Regions from separate parts of the Mus musculus genome. Here regions 2 and 3 are each linked to region 1. The links are chromatin contacts, called in public HiChIP or PLAC-seq and promoter capture Hi-C maps. All regions are on one chromosome and are shown on one strand. Each heading gives the region's core, a stretch centred on a gene start, on an enhancer-like site or on the middle of the called end of the contact. The rest is flanking DNA. Distances are from core to core; before and after follow the strand shown.

The links. Promoter capture Hi-C pulls out the DNA fragments that hold promoters and counts their contacts. HiChIP or PLAC-seq counts read pairs in DNA pulled down with a chosen protein or histone mark.
Region 2: a promoter capture Hi-C map of liver shows a contact between it and region 1, with 2.3 times the contacts expected there. The contact joins the enhancer-like site here to the promoter of Sp9 in region 1. A contact is called at or near these places in 3 of 39 promoter capture datasets (embryonic stem cells, frontonasal cranial neural crest and liver), 6 of 115 datasets of contacts at active chromatin or transcription factors (embryonic forebrain, embryonic hindbrain, embryonic stem cells and 3 more) and 1 of 9 other capture datasets (embryonic trunk).
Region 3: a contact with region 1 is called in an H3K27ac HiChIP or PLAC-seq map of T-cell acute lymphoblastic leukemia, with 11 times the contacts expected there. The contact joins the enhancer-like site here to the promoter of Sp9 in region 1. A contact is called at or near these places in 5 of 39 promoter capture datasets (the 3T3-L1 cell line, embryonic stem cells, liver and 2 more), 1 of 15 datasets of contacts at CTCF or cohesin (embryonic stem cells), 2 of 484 Hi-C or Micro-C datasets (embryonic stem cells and pro-B cells), 4 of 115 datasets of contacts at active chromatin or transcription factors (T-cell acute lymphoblastic leukemia, embryonic forebrain, forebrain and 1 more) and 1 of 9 other capture datasets (liver).

What each region holds. Positions count from the first base shown.
Region 1 is chr2:73,269,863-73,273,480 of GRCm38.p6, reverse strand. It overlaps Sp9 (trans-acting transcription factor 9), which reads right to left and starts at 1,555. Exons shown (of 2, transcript NM_001005343.2): 1 at 1,390-1,555; 2 at 1-356. The coding sequence starts at 1,410.
Region 2 is chr2:72,116,035-72,119,273 of GRCm38.p6, reverse strand. The region is part of intron 4 of Rapgef4 (Rap guanine nucleotide exchange factor (GEF) 4); the gene reads right to left. Among named protein-coding and RNA genes, the nearest start is that of Gm29940, 63 kb to the right of the region's middle. Within about 2 kb of position 1,328, at least 82 of the 459 cell types and tissues checked have an H3K27ac peak or open chromatin away from gene starts, as enhancers often do. A contact at or near this core is called in forebrain and liver, where this site is marked.
Region 3 is chr2:72,081,002-72,084,450 of GRCm38.p6, reverse strand. All of the region lies in intron 4 of Rapgef4 (Rap guanine nucleotide exchange factor (GEF) 4), which reads right to left. Among named protein-coding and RNA genes, the nearest start is that of Gm29940, 28 kb to the right of the region's middle. Within about 2 kb of position 1,465, at least 22 of the 459 cell types and tissues checked have an H3K27ac peak or open chromatin away from gene starts, as enhancers often do. A contact at or near this core is called in T-cell acute lymphoblastic leukemia, where this site is marked.

The sequences.
Region 1 (3,618 bases), core at 306-2,805:
TCCTGCGGGGACACGCCGGCCGCCGCGGCCGCCGCCGCCGCCGAGTTGGAGAAAAGGCCGCCATAGTCGCTGCTGAAGGCGGACGACGTGGGGGACGTGGAGGCCAGGCAGAAGGCGCTGTTGGCGGCTCCCGAGCCACCCGCCAGGCTGCCCGAGCCGCGGCCGCCCGTGGCCACAGCGAAGCCGGAGAGACTGGAGCCGAGGTTGCAGCTGGACGAGGAGCGCTTCCAGGGGTGGAAGCCGCCTTTGGCGAAGGCGCTGGACTCGGGCAGGGTCGTCAGGGGGCTCGTGTTGCCGATCTTGTTGCAGGTCGCCGCCAGCATGGCCAACGGGGTCGTTCCGAAGCGTGGCTCTTCCTAGAGTGGGTGGGGTGAAGGAGGGAGCGAGGAGGAGGAGGAGGAGGGCAGGGAGAAGTGGGGGAAGACACAAAGTGCACCGGTGAGCAGCCTCGTTCCCCCCGCGCAGATCCCGGAGGGCCCTGGCACCCCGGCTCGCGCCTCCTCCCCGCACGCTGGCGGGGGACGCGCCGCGCCCCGCGCAGGACAGAGGCGACCACGAGCGAGTAGGAAAGTTGTTCCTCAGTGAGACTATAGATCAGAAATGCCTCGGTTTTCGCCACTTCGTTCGCTGCCACCCTTGTCTAGAATCAGACTTGGGTTGACGCCATAAGCCCGCTCATCTCCCAGAAGCTCCCAAGTCGCCCTTCCGGGTGTAGCACGAAGGTAAACACACACAAGAAATAACGGGTGAGGGCGGGGGGTGGTGGCCAAAACAGCCACCCAGTGCTGGAAGAAACTCTTAGAACATTCCTCGAATGAGTGGCTACGACTTGGCTATTTTCTTTTATAGTTCAGAAACGTAGTTTTGATATTTACACAACGCACACGATTACAAAAAGAATCCAAGTATAAGCGGCTTTCAAAGTCAAGGGCAAACTGGGGAGCCACGCTAATGTAAGTGTTTATTAATGTAACTTCGTGGCCTGCAAAACAAGACTTTCCAGAAAACACTGTAATGTAATGCAACAACCCCCAAACCAAGTGGCGGGGGGTGGGGTTGGGAGTGGGGGAGTGATGTTAAAATCAAGAAGGGAAGAAAAGAAACATTCGGCTTTGCCTCAAAAACCAGTTAAAAGGGAACTTGCTTAAGACATTCTTTTCTTGCAAAGGCAAAAGGTCCCAGGTTCCAATAACTTGAAAAGATCGGTTCCAGAAATGTAGAAAATGCTAAAAGGAAACCAGAGCTGTGGTATAGCAACAGTTTCTTGAGAGATTCTGGCCCAGAGAAGCCATAAGAAAACAAAACAAAAACAAAAAACCACCACCAACAACACAAAAACAAAACAAACAAAAATGAGCAAAGCCTTTGCAGCGAGTCTTTTTCACTTACCCCAAGTATAGACGTGGCCATAGCAGGTTTTGGGCTGCGCGGCGAGGCCCGGAGCGGTGTTAAGCCTGGCGGCTGCTGGGAATCACGATTCAGGTCCCGCGCGGCTCCCGCGTCCCGCGCTCGCGCCGAGCGGACTCTGGGCTCCCGCCGGCAAAACTCAGCCTAAGTGCGAGGAGCACCCGCTTTGAAGTGCCGCTGGCTGCGCCTCTCGCCCAATGAGGGCGCAGGCAGAGCAGACGGGAGCTGCCCCGCAGCCAATCAGACGCTCCGAGGGGCCCGAGCCCGGGCTCCTGGCGCGTGCCAGTCAAGTCTGCGGGCGTGGGTGGGAGGGGGGCGGGCTAGGGACAGAAGAAATTACAGTGCAATTAAAAATTTACACACACTCACGTACCAAGCCAGGTTTAAGTACTGTTGAGACCAAGCCGCAGGCCCCCACCACTCCCACCACCCTGGCCACCTTGCTACGTAGGGCTGACAGTCTTCACTCTCCACTTGTGGGAAAGAAGCAGGAGAGGGACACCCCGGCCTAGGGCACAAGCAGAAATGGTCTGCGTTCACTTTGTGTGTACACGTTGTTGCTGCGAAGAACTTGAACTTGTAGCCATCACTCTTGCGATGGATTTATCCTTGTCGTGGTCGTTTTCCCAGATTCCTGCTCCCACCGTACTCTTTTTATACTCAGAGTCCTATTGAGCAGAGGGCGCAAAGGACAGCTGGGCCTCTCCAGGCAGGTCTACACCCACAGACTTGTTAGGAGAGCCCAGAGCCTGCTGCATCCCGCCATTTCCCTCCAGCGGTCTAAGTGACTTCCTAATTGTCGCTCTGGCCTCTGACCCAGGGGGTAATACAAGTGCCTATCACACCAGAAGCTCCTGGTGGTAATTGAGGGCACCCTTTGTATGGCTTCGCCAGCGCCTAGATACCAGGTTAACCCAGTTGTCAAATATGACTAAACAGTGGGACGTGCTGATTATCTGCCAGGTTTTTCTGGGGGCTGGCGTGGGGGTGGGAAGCATCAGCCCATACAACACTCTGCACGAAGCCGCTTATTTTCACATTGTAACAACTTTGGAAACGGAGACCGGCGCGAGCGGCGTCCGCCCCCCCACCGCCACCCCCGCCGAAGCTGCAGCTTGCACCGCTGTTTGTTTAACCCGGTGGAGATTTGCATGTCGGATTTCAGGTTGAAGTCGAGTTTTAGGGGATGTTTATAGAGTCATTTTTCTTGCTTCAGATTCAAACTATCTCCACTGCAGACTGCTAGGGCCTAGAAACTCCGTCTTCAGGGCCAAGGGACTCCAAAGGAAGGCTCATCTTCATCAGGCACCCTGCTGACACAGCCTTTGGAGGACCTCTCCGGAGCCTTCACCGAGAGAGTCTGCGAAAGCCAGGCCACACGTGGGCGCCTCCGCCTTCTGCAAGCTGGAAGCATCTTCAAAGCCTCTCTGGACCTTGGTGTAAAAAGAGGTGTCCTCACGCATCGCAAGGCGCCGCCGCTGGAGGGTTTCCTGTTTCTGGGCATTACTTTTGTCTTTTCCAGGGTAGCCAGAGGCAGCTTTTGAACTAGAAATACCAGCGCCCTCAGGCAGGTCTGGATACTTAAACGTGTAAGCACGTCCCCCCTCCAAACCACATCCTGCTTTTTAAAATAATAACTCCCAACCCTAAATGATCGGGTGCAAAAGACAATTTGTCGGGGGAACGACAAGTCAGGAGGATGTGAAGTTGTTTTTCCAGGTTGAGTTCATTTGCAAGATCTCTAGGCCCAAAAGTAAGTCCACCGCAAGACTTCTCTCTCACCTTAAGGTGGAAGACCAGGCCTGCACGCACCGGCTCTTCGTGAATGGGGAGAGCTTATGTGGACGTCGCCTTTCCCTAGACTATTTTTGCTCAGAATGCCTTTAAAAGAAAACTTTAAGGTGACAAAAGAAAAGGAGGAAAATGATGGCGGAAAAGGAGAAAAGAGAGGGATGAGCTGATCAGCTAGGAAGGAAGCTCTGCGTCCTAGGTGACTGAGATAAAAATCTAAGGGGGGGGGGGGCGTAAAGAAAGACAACGCGGTGGAAGGGGGCGGGTTACCAGGCTGCAGGACCAAGCCAGAAAGCCCAGCAGGGGGGACCCAGGAGCTGTTCCCAACAGGTGATTTCTGCCCTGGAAGGGGAGGCTGGCCCTCGGCTTCCCGTAGGGTCCTCGCGTCGATTTACTAATAGAGGGATTGTTAAGTGGCAG
Region 2 (3,239 bases), core at 79-2,578, 1.2 Mb after region 1:
AGGAATCTACGACCGGTGACAGTGAACATCTTGATTAAGACTAGAGGAATCCACTACCGATGCCTGTGAACAACCTAACTGAGATTCTCTACAAATGGCAGTAACTTACTACTTAATGTTCTCTGAGTCAGTTTAGTAAAGCCACTTGTACTCATTGATACCAGGAATTTCTATGCCAGTTGGAAAAAGGATAGCCTACCTCTCTTCTCGTTGTTTTTCTAGCTGAACCTGCGCACTGCGCTGCTCATTTGAGAAAGAAGTCAGGTACCCACTCATGTCTCCTTGCCACACATGCACTTCTACCATGCTCTCATCTGCCTCTGATCCCACCACGCAAAACAGATGACAATGACTTTGGCTCTTCGCTTGTAATCAGCCATACTTTCCCATCAAGCATCTTTGAGCTCAGTACTGTCCCAGAATTTTGAGGGAAACAGATGCCATGGTGATGAGTTGAAGGGGAAAAATGGCAGAAATTAGTCTGTAAAGTACTCTCTGGGAATCAGCTCTGTGGGGAAGGTACTTGCTGTATAAGCACAAAGACCTGAGTTCGAATCTCTGTAACCTTCATAGAAAACTGGGTGTAGCTCCAGCTCTGGTAGATGGAGCCAGAAGGATCCTGTGAGATCTCTGGACAGCCAGTCTAGACAAATAGTGAACTCCAGGTTCAGGGGGACACTCAATCTAAAATAATAAAGTAGAAAATGACAGAGGAGAACATCTGACCTTGATCTCTGGTCTCTGAATGCATACATGCAAGAAAGCATGTATGCACTCATGTGTACACATGACTGTGCCACGTACACCCAGAAAAAGAGAAAATGAAGCAGAAGAAAATAGAAAGGAGGGTGGAAACGACACATTTAGGGATTGAGAGAAATCAGAAGACAGGAAGACACATCCTAATTTAATATCTGACAGATGTTGCAGTAATACTCATAAAGACTAGGTCAGCACTGGTTTTAGAGTAAATCAAAGAAAAGATCAAGTCAGGCCTGGCTTCTAGGATGTGAGACCTGTAACCTGTACCACTGAGGGGGCACTGGGCCTGGATTACTAATGTGGAGCTGCTGTCCTGGGGTTCTTAATAATTGTTAACAAAGGGTCCCATGCTTTCCTTTCCATTTCTGATCCTGACAGAAAGGATGGAAATCATGGGATAAGACCTTTCTTGTACACATGTCATGACTCGGAGGGAGTGGACTTGAAGGGAGTGGTATTCTCCACATACCCCCTCCCTGTTTCTCACGGATTCATTGCCAGCTACCTCTCTTGGTTTACAGATGCTAGCCGTGTTGGGTGGAGGAAGGAATGGGTAACCTGGTGGTGAGTGCTGACAGCAGGAAGCCACAGTAAATTAGGCTCTAAGTGGATGAGACTCTAACCTCCTTCCACCCACTTCCTCGTTTGCAGAAGCAGGAAATGACATTTCAAAGGACAACCAAGGAAAATTCTTCAAAATAAGTCTCCCTTAGATAAAGTCTAACTTCCTTGCAAAGAAAATGCTTGAGTCCCCTTAGGCAGGGCAGGGCCCAGGAGAGGTCGCACAGGTCACCGGGGAGTCCCCAGGGACAATTGTGGAAATGGCTGTCGCCAGTTCCCTAAGTTCTGACTCTGAGCATTGGCTCTTATCTGTCATCAAACCTGCCCAAACTTCCTGTCCTTAAATAGAGTCATTACAAACGTCACCAGCAGCTTTCCTTAGGAAAAAAAAAAAAAACCCAAAAACCAAAAAACCAAAAACAAACAAACAAACAAACAAAAAACACCAAAAAACCCAAAACCGGAGTTCTGTCATCAGAACCTCAGCTGTCCGAATTGAAACCCTCTAGGTGGCTGTCAGTTCACACCTGCTGTCCAGCTGCATGCTCTCAGCTCGCTGTCTAGCACCCAGGCATTGCCTTCTGTCTTGCCTTCCAGTCCTGAGGCTGCTTGCTACGGTGGCACGTGGGTGGACTCAGCAGTACCTACAAAGCAAGGGAGGGGCACGGGGCCTCTCTCTTTCTGTAGCTGCTCATGTGTGTCTCATACACCACAGTGCAGTCCCAGAGTCTGAGAGACAGAGTCCAGGGACGCAGAGTCCTTTAAACACATTACGTGTGTGCTCAAGCGCCTTTTCCTTTGCAAAGCTTACAGCATCTATTCTCTAAAATGTTTCCTTGCTAAGGTTGACCTGAACCTTATAAAATTCCTATCTGTATTTAAATCTCTTTCCTTGCTGATTGGTGTTAGGAAGAAGCGAATCAAGCACAATCAGACGTGTATACAGAGCTGGATCTATGTAAACACCTGTTTGACTATAACTCATGCCTGTGTCTAGACTAGCCCTCTGCTAAGACCTTCTCCTTTCAGTGGGAACTGCAAACTGTGATGGCCTCCATGGGAGAAGAGCATATGTTACTTGGACACCGTCCTAATCAGAAAAGTCTCCCAATGAACGGAGAGCAAAGCTTGCCTACGTTTCTAGCAACAGGACATGATTCAGGCTCTAAACCACTGAAATCTATTTGTAAGCAAGCAGGACTTCTTTCTGACATCACTGAGATGCTTAAAAGTGTGCCTGACAAAATGTGAATGATGAGAAGTCAGAAAAAAAAATGGATTTCTTTATAAAATGGGCCCCAAAGATGTCAAAACCCCATTAATTTAAAAGGATCCGGTGTCATGTGTTCTCTCTCACGGCCCTTTAGCAAGGGAAAAATGAGTGTCTGTACTGGTAAAGTATAACTCCGTTAAGTATTGACAGAGAATGTCCGTCTTGAAGTTCTCATTCAGATCTGCTCTCCGAGATGATGAATGTGGCTTTCCTGGTATTTAAAATGAGATTCAAACCACCTACCAATCTCAGGAATTTCTTGTCAGCACTCACACACTCCTTTCCTTGTCTGCAGGCTCTCCCCCAGTGGAGAGGTGTCTAGGAAGTCGATTAATGCGCACCCTCATAACCCCATAAGTGGTTGCCAGCCCCAGGAAGATGGACAATTGGGCTCTTCGCCAGATCAAAGACTTCCCATTAGGTAGTCAGGAAATGTGAAGCTTCCAGCAGCTCGCAGGCTCTAGCAACATGAAATCAGCACCACTCAGATAAATGTGGGAAACTGCTGAAAAACACGCTTTCTGTTTTTTTCAATTCCGTGTTCCATGGAAAAGGAGAATATTAAAGTGGTTGTAACATGCCAGTCATCAAGTTGCGACTACAATGATCGTAGTGGACACAAAACGACTTTAAAGGTGTTTAG
Region 3 (3,449 bases), core at 216-2,715, 1.2 Mb after region 1:
TACTTGAAATCATATTTAATGGTGAAGTGCTAAAGTTCCTCTAAAATCGATGACAGGAAAAGAATGTGGGCCCCTAATGTAGTTACCTTAACCAGTGTAATAATGCAGGAAAAATTAAATAAAAGGCATGAAGTCAGAGAAGTGAGAGTCCCATTATATGCAGATGCTATTGACTGTTCAAATGGACAAGTCATGTTATCTCATGGGACAATATTTATTTTCTATATCTGTTATAATGGGTTATATGACTTTGAACTGAATCATGCCTCCAGACTATGCCGGACGCACAGTGATCATTATGCTAAAAATACATATAAGTACGCAGTATGAGAAATATACGTATTAGCCTACTGACAATATACATTCATTTACCAAAGCACTTAGCAAAGGCTATCTTAAAACATGAGGTTATCTTTGCTCTGGGGCCCAGCTATGACAAAGTTAACACTGTGATGTTTACAGACCCATTAGTGCTCAGAGACGTCCCAAAGTCAGAAAAGTGACATGTGTTCCAAAGTGAGGCTGTAACAGCTCTACTGCTTTTATGCATCCTGTCTATATGGCCACACAAGCTTCCTGGGGTTGTTCTATCGAGCATATACCTTCCTGTGGTTTACACAGAATAGTGCAGAACAGCCATGAAGGAAGTTAAGGAGAACACAAGCAGTAGTATTCCATCTTAATGCCCTTTTGGAAAACCTGTATTGACATCTACATAGAGACCTTTCTGGGAATGTACAAATACAAGCATCAGTGGTGGACAGCTGGGAGTGGTGGGAGTGGGGAGAACATTTTTATAATGTAGCTTCGGCATATTGTTTGAACTTTCAATATTTATGAATGCTTTTACTTTAGAACTAAAAATAAAATTGAGAAGCCTCTTGGTAATGTAAAATGCTACCAACATTTAAAAGCCACCGTGTTTAGTCTTTTTCTCCTTTGAGCCCACTAAGATTAAAGGATTCTTGTTCTCTCCTCTATGTTTTGCTTTAAACATCAAGATCACAACCCTGGTGCTTTTAGTGCTAAAATCCTTCCCAGCTTCCCTTGAACCAAGTACAGCAATGGGGTGAGTACACAGGGCAGGGCAGGTCACAAGCTCATTCTACTGATGTTCTACTGACTCACAGAACTAAGAGCACTGGGGAGTTGAGGGTTGACTCCCAGTAAGACTGTCTGGTTAGCCAGAATCTATGCCTTCTGACGGCATATGACTCCAGTAACTGGTCTTCCCACCCCCACGGATGTTTAGAGACCCTGTAAAACTATACAGACCACAAGCCGTATAGATCTATGCCATCTAGACCACAAAGCTGTAGTTAGAAAGACTTTCAATACATGGAATCCATCTGCCAACCACTTTGCAGGCAACAAAACGGAAATTCAGAGAACCAAGCAACTTGCCCAGAGTTACATCTGTGAGCCAATCAGGTCTTCTGAACCTTAGGAGAGGACTGACAAGGGACCAGAGGACACGCCCTGCACAGAAGAAGGCACTCTCATCAAGAAGAGTACCTTCTTGAACACAGGCTGCTTTAGGTGGCAGACTTAACAAGGAGCTGGGGGGGGGGGAGCAGTTTCCTGCCATAAGCATAGGTCCAGAGGTTGTCCTCAAAAAGCAACCCTGCCATTCCTTCACCTCATTACTCTGTTCTGGAAAATGCATGTACACTTTTCCATGATTGGTCCCTTAGACTAAAAGACAGAGCGTATGAGACCCATCTTTCTGACACATGACACAGAGCCAACTCGGGAGTGTAACTAATACTAATGTGGGCTTCTTGGGGTGTTTTCCCCAGTTTCACTGCAGGCAGAAGAAATGCTGGAGCTGTCTAACCTGGTGTGATGATTTCTGTCATCCTCATCACCTTCATCCTCATCATCCTCATCATCACTATTCATAGTCAGAAGCTATGAACCAGCTTCTAGAGTTTAAGGGAAACCAATGATAAGATGCTGAATTGCTTAGACATCAGTAAATCAGAGCCTATGCCGTGCCAACCAGCAGTTTTCTAGAGCCTGAGTACACCTCTCACTCCCCTCTGCTAAGGAAAGGGGCGTGCCTGGAGAATACTCAAACTAGCATCCCTCAGGACATGAGCTAGAATTCATAAATAAAGCCTAAAATAGTAGATATAAAATATAGAGTCAGTCTTATCCGCTTCTGCATAAGAGTGCCTAAAGTCCTCCCTCATAGATGGTTGTTTGTTGGGACTGGCTAATGGGCACCCTACACTCAGAATAATAAAATGGCTACCATCTGTCAAAATCACTTTTTTTTTCACTAATTCAGGCAAGTTTTCCAGCTATTTGTACGTTCCCCTGATGCGTTAGACGTGAACAGCCACACAGCCTCGAGTGTGTAGGCTGACATCTTGAGCACTGAAGAGACCTTGTGACTATAAAATCTTCAGAGTTTCTAGGGGATCCATTCTGGCCGGACCCAAATGCTGCTCACAGGGACTACGTGGCCACCCTTTCCCCCAGACACATCATAACTAATGATTTTAACTTTGATCTACAAGAACTCAGTAAGCGGAATGATGAAGATCTTCCAGCTGAACAAACAGACCAGGGCGGACCCCTTACCATCTGCCCTGACTCCACCCCAGCGTTTCATCAAAGTGGTGTCGTTCAAAATATGCAAATGGCGTAGTAATACTTTAAAAACAAATGAATTATGTGGGCAATTTACCCAAGGTAATTAAGAATGCTAAATCAAACAAATTATCATCTTAAATGGCAAGTAAGTTTTAATTAAACTTGATTTCTTCACTAAAAATGAAACCACCAACTCAACAGAAGGAAGCTCATGTGGATAAAAAGTGGCATGCATGTTAAAGGGGAAGTGTCGTGACTTTTGATTCACACAAATAGGACTGGTTCTTAGCTTTCTACAACGACGCCAGCTCAGACAGCAGCGCCATGCATGGCTTCCAACTGATTGACTGTATCTGAGCTGCCTCAGGTGTAAGCTCATTTTGAACAGTAAAGAGACTCTTCAATCATAGAATCAACTCAAACACAGGATAATGTCTTTCCAATGAACGGTTAGAAGTATTTGTCTATCATTAAGAAGGGCATCTCAGCCTGGTCTACATAATGAGTTCCAGGACAGCCAGAGCTATATGGGGAGACCCTGTCTTGAAGAAGAAAAAAGGAAAAAAAAAGAGAGAGAGGAAAGAAGGAAGGAAGGAAAGAAGGAAGGAAGGAAAGAAGGAAGGAAAGGAAGGGAGGAAGGAAGGAAGGAAGGAAGGAAGGAAGGAAGGAAGGAAGGAAGGAAGGAAGGAAGGAAGGGCATCTCAAAGGTCACAGCCCACCCCAGTGATAGTTCTTCATTAAGGGTGGGGACCATGAACCCACAGTAGACTCATCATAGTAGTATGATGGCTATCATCTACACCATCAAGTCATATGATAGACCCAACCAGTCAACAGCCATGAAAATA